Linked DNA regions of Ovis aries: region 1 is linked to region 2. Evidence: chromatin contacts called from public Hi-C data. All regions are on one chromosome and are shown on one strand. Each heading gives the region's core, a stretch centred on a gene start, on an enhancer-like site or on the middle of the called end of the contact. The rest is flanking DNA. Distances are from core to core; before and after follow the strand shown. Region 1 holds the start of AARSD1 (alanyl-tRNA synthetase domain containing 1). Region 2 holds the start of PSME3 (proteasome activator subunit 3).

Region 1 (2,700 bases), core at 72-2,571, 170 kb before region 2:
GGCAATCCACTCCAGTATTCTTGCCTCGGAAATCCCATGGACAGAGGAGCCTAGCAGGCTACAGTCCATGGGGTTGCAAGAGTTAGACACAACTGAGTGACTAAGCACAGTATTTATATATTATCTAAGTAAACTTTATATCTTATTTGAACTTCATATCAACCGTATAAAATAATTCTTTTCTTAATAGTGCTCAAACAGTTTACAGTAAGTGGCAAAGCTGGGACCTGAACTTGTATAGCATATCTCTTTTCGCCTACAATTCTGAAAACTGAAAAGTTCTAAAATATGAGTTTAAAAAATTAACAACAAAACTCATCTGGCATCAAAACATGACCTAAAATGATGTTAGGCTATTTATAGTCTTTGTTTATTCGGTTTAGTGCATTTATTTCTCAGTATAAATATTCATACATTTGATCACAAGGGGTTGCTCCAGAATTCCAAATGGAATACATTAGGTAACATATAGGTATGGTCTGCATTACTGCCTAAAATCAGGAAAATCCTAAATTCTGAAGCATCTGGAGACTTCAAGCTTTTTATTAGTTAATTTAAAAGAACAGAACCTGGAGGAGGAAATGGCAATCCATTCCAGTATTCCTGCCTGGAAAAATCCCATGGACAGAGGAGCCTGGTGGGCTACAATCCATGGGGTCCTAGAGTCCGACAAAACAGCAGAAAGAAAGTTAATCTAAACTTTTAACTCGTTTAACGTTTTAAGACACTGATTGCAGTTTAACTTCTTTTAATCTCTTTATCTGCACTGTCCAATTAGGTAGCAATGGTCACACATGGCTACTGAGTACTTGAAATATTGATAGCCCCAACTGAGAAGTGCTGTAAGTGTAAAATACACATCAGGTTTCGAAAATTTTGTACGGGGCGGGGGAGAAACTCTTATTTTAAAATACTCATTACATGATGAAAAAATTTAGATATGGTCATTTAAATAAAAATATTATGAATATATGTGGCTTGTATTATAATTCCATTGGGCGGCGCTGCTGTGTGTATTCTCAAACCAGTACCATCCACGTTTCTAACGACCGGCCTTCTGCGGGTCCGAATTATGTCCCTCCAAAGGGGCCAAACGAAGTGCTTCGACAAGTTCAGACCGCAGTTTTGTCTTGTTTTGTTTTGTTTTTTTTCCTGGTCCTTTCCACAAGCAGTCGCTAAACAATTCCGAGCGCCTGCAAGTCGCGTTTTATATAAATTTGCCCAAACTGCATCCCGTTCTTTGCCCTGCTGCGCCTGCGCAGAGACGCGTCCGGCGTGAAGATTGTCCCACTTTGCTCTCCGTCTGCCGCCGGGCGTTTCGGTGAGCGCGCATCCCCACGTCCCGGGAGACAGCAGCGATGGCGTTTCGGTGTCAGCGGGACAGCTACGCCAGAGAGGTGCGGCCAGCGGGGCGGGAAACCTGTTGCTCCGAGCGGGTGCGGCGGTGCGGGGAGAGGGGGCGCCGAGCTGGATTCAGTCCGGTGCGCTGAGGGTTGGGGTCGCGGCTTACTTTCGCATCCCTCTCCACCCAGTTCACCACCACCGTGGTCTCCTGCCGTCCCGCGGAGCTGCACACCGAAGGAAGCAACGGCAAGAAGGAAGTGCTGAGCGGTTTCCAAGTGGTACTGGAAGACACGCTGCTTTTCCCCGAGGGCGGGGGACAGGTACCAGGCCCATCTCGCTCCTCTCCCCTCCCTCCCCTTCCCCGGAAGCCCTTAATTCCTTTCTCACCCAGTGAGAAGTGTCTTTTGTCTCTCAGTCTCAGCTATAATGAATACAGTTGGAAATTAGCTCAATTCAGCTCGTTTGTTCACTCAACAGATACTTATCAACGGATACTTATCCAGCCCTAAAATATCCTCTTTGGTATTGTTCCAGACTCTGAGGATAAAGGTTGAACGAGAAAGTGTTTCTGTCTATACATAGTGTTATTTGTTGGAGGAAACAGACAAAATGGTTACTAGATAAATAGTATACCAGCTCGGATAAGTTCTATGAAGAAAACTAAAGTTTGAGGGAAAGAGAGTGATGGGATGATCTCCTGGGTAGAGGACAAGTTAGTTTAGTCAAGAACTAAGGGAAGTGGGGGGTAAGCCGTTCCTGTCATCTGGTGGTGCTGGTGGGGGAGGGGAAGTATTTCCAGGGAGGGAGAATAAGTGCAAAGGACCTGAAGTCAGAATTCCATTATCATGTTTAGCACAGAGGAAAAAGTTTCCTCTGAATTAGCACAAGAGAGGGCAGACTTACCAGTACTGTGATGGGGTAGGGACAAGATCCAGTGAGAACTTGAGAAAGGAGGATACTCACTCAAAGGTGGGCATTGTGAGAGAGGCTTTCCCAGCAGAGAGAGTAGCACAGTCGAAGGCAGGGAAGCCTGAAAGAATCTGACAAGTCTGGTTAACTTCAAATAGTCCCATATAGTTGGAGCTTATGGTACGTGTTGATGACAGGCTAGAGATAGCTTTGGAAAGCTAAGTGGGGGCCATTTCAGAGGACCTTGAAGAATGTGTTAAGGTGTGTGAACTTCACTCAAGAAGCTGTGGTGAGCAATAAAAGTACTTAGGCAAAGAAATTATGTGAGAGAACGTACTCAGTAAATTGCCCAGCACAGAGGTTTTCTGATCTGCTGAAAGAAAACCTGTGATATCCGGTATCCATAGTGAGTCTCATTTTATATACCACCTCTTCCAGGAAGTCTTC
Region 2 (2,700 bases), core at 157-2,656:
ATGTCTGAGTGGATCTGAGTTAGGTCATGGATGTTTAGGATTGGTTCCTGAAAGAGAGACGCCCACCCCCAAAAACATTAGTCTTTTCAAGATGAACAAAGAAGTATTTCATTCAAAAGGCAAGAAATGAGAGTGCGTTAGTGTACACAACAAAACAGAATCAACACCTCATCTGTCCCACTGGACAGAAAGACCTTGGCCAAGAAAGTTGCGGAATCTGAGGAAAAGAAAAGCGTCTCTCACCTTCAAAAAACTATCAAGTTCTAACAACTTCTTTGGGAAAAAATTTGCCACCAAGTCTTCTGCCTGAAGATGAGGGAAAATACAACCGAATTAGTAACTGTGGGAAGGCCTGTCTCTATAGATATCTCTTCACTGGGGAACTCCCAACTATTAACCAACACTCACTTTTCTACTTATTTCACTCACCTCACTTGTGATCCGCTCCCTGAAAGAATCAACCTAAAATTAACAAGGAAAGCAATTCAGTAAGAGCAAATCAGCAGCTGGCAACATAAGTATAGGCAGGCTGGGTAAGCCCAAATCCAAATGTCTTTCCCTCACCTTATAATTGTAATGAGAAGCTGAGAGGCCCCCAGACTGCAAATACTTTATTTTTTTGAGGATCCATTTCTCCATCTCAGGAGAGGGAAGCGGGGCTTGAGGGCAGCACCCACCTGTCTTCCCTCCCTCCCTCCCTCCCAGTCTGAAGCTGTCTGACTTTGAGAGCAGACAAAAGACAAGCAGATGGGGGAGGTGTGAGCTCACAAACGTGTCAACCCCCGTCCAAACCTGGTCTAGGATACTAGGCAACCCTGACGCCAAGGGAAGGGGCAGTAGCAGCGTATGGAGCGGGGACGTTGCTGGGCTGGGGGGCTTTCGGCTGTCACTAGCCTAAAGCACTAAGTCCACCACGTGTCCGCGAAGGTCTTCCCTATTAGACAGGGTACATTAGGCCACCCCATATTATCCTCTCCCCCGATGCCGTCCCCAGGGGTGGGGGGCTGGGCTGAGCCGAGCGGAAGCTCAGGGCTGGTGTCCCCAGGGAGACAAAGACGCCACGGGGAATGGGAAACCGGTCAGACAGCTCGGGGATCGAAGCGAGGGGTAAGGAGGCCTGGGCCGGTGCCGCTACCTTGAGCTTCACTTCCTGATCCACCTTCAGCAACGAGGCCATGGCCGGGCCGGGCCGTGTCCGCTCCGCTGGAGACCGGAGGCGCTGTGGGCTCCGGGGAGGGTGTCAGAAGGAAGGGAGAATCTCGGCTGCTTTCAGGACGCGGCCTCCCTCGCTGGGTCACTCACTGATCACTTGCTCCCTCCCTTCGTGCGGTCGGTCAGCCAGCCCGCCTGCTGCCTGTCCCTGCTGCCTGCTCCCTCTCTCGCTCGCCCTCCCGGCTTTCGCCGCTCACACCGGAAGTTACGTCACAGCCAATCGCCGGGAGTCCAGCGAGGATGCGCACGTGCTCTGCGCAGTCGCGCTGAGGTTCCGCTCAGGGAGCTCGGCGCTTGGTTCTTACCTTCCAGTTCTTGTACCCGGTACGGGTGAAATGAGAGGGAGGATGGTGGAGAGGATTTAGTGAGATCTGAGCCTCAAAGAGACTCAGGGATTGTTTGCCCGGCACTCGCCTTCACGGAAGGGACCTTCTGAGCCGCTGCCCGGTCTCGAGCGGGGACCCGACCGACGATGTCGTCGCGCTCCAGTGACGTCGGCCCGAGGAAGCTGGCTGTCCCAGTGCTGGGTTCTGGGTGTCTAGTCTGTTATGCGCACTGCCTCCTACTCTTGGCCGAAGCTGTAGCGTTAGCCTGGAACCTAACAGAAATGCTATTGCACCAGGCTTCCCCACTTTTCTCTGCCACTTAGCCACTTATTCTCATACACTTCCAGATCTCAGAGACCAACTGCCTGATGGATGGGCAAATTGATGCCCAGAGTCGGGTAGTGCTTGTCGAGGCTACACGGTGATTCCAGAAAATCCAAGACCAGAACTCAGATCTCCTAACTTTTAGGACAGTGCTGTATCCATTTTCCTCATAGAAGGCAGAGACTGTAACTCTTAACTCACCCATTCATAGTGTCTCTCTTAACGTTGGTTATTTCACCCTAAAGTGGACTAGGCTCTGGAACAGCAGTATAGAGGCTAGAAATAATGTGAGTCACTTATAGAAGTTAAACGTCTTTTGGTAGCCACTTTAAAAAGTAAAACCAGTGATGTTCATTTTAATCATATATTTAACCATTTATCCAAATACTTCATCGTGTAACCAATATTTAAAAAAATCAATGTGATCTTGTACATTCTTTTCTCATACCAAGTCTTTGAAATTCAGTATGAATTTTATGCTTACTTGCACACCTCAATTCAGAGGAGCCAGGTTTGCAGTACTCAGTAACCTTATGTGTTTAGTGGCTTCCCAAACAGCACAGTTCTGAGAAATCAGAGGTAAACAGAACTCAAGTTCACTGGTCTAATGGAACTTAATACTGGGGAAGATGGCTGGATGGCATCACCGACTCGATGGACATGAATTTGGGTGAACTCCAGCAGTTGGTGATGGACAGGGAGGCCTGGCGTGCTGCAATTCATAGGGTCGCAAAGAGTTGGATGCGACTGAGCAACCGAACTGAACTGAACTGGGGAAAGAGATCAGAACATAAACTGACAACATAATTGCAAAATCTGGTAAATGTTAGGGGAAATA

The links. Hi-C and Micro-C count contacts between places; a contact is called where the count stands out from the background.
Region 1: a Hi-C map of liver shows a contact between it and region 2, with 5 times the contacts expected there. The contact joins the promoter of AARSD1 here to the promoter of PSME3 in region 2. A contact is called at or near these places in 4 of 16 Hi-C or Micro-C datasets (blood, liver, omental adipose tissue and 1 more).

What each region holds. Positions count from the first base shown.
Region 1 is chr11:42,763,467-42,766,166 of ARS-UI_Ramb_v3.0, reverse strand. AARSD1 (alanyl-tRNA synthetase domain containing 1) reads left to right here and starts at 1,321. Exons shown (of 12, transcript XM_004012952.5): 1 at 1,321-1,397; 2 at 1,533-1,664. The coding sequence starts at 1,359.
Region 2 is chr11:42,590,545-42,593,244 of ARS-UI_Ramb_v3.0, reverse strand. PSME3 (proteasome activator subunit 3) reads right to left here and starts at 1,406. Exons shown (of 10, transcript XM_060395653.1): 1 at 1,136-1,406; 2 at 430-462; 3 at 244-306. The coding sequence starts at 1,177.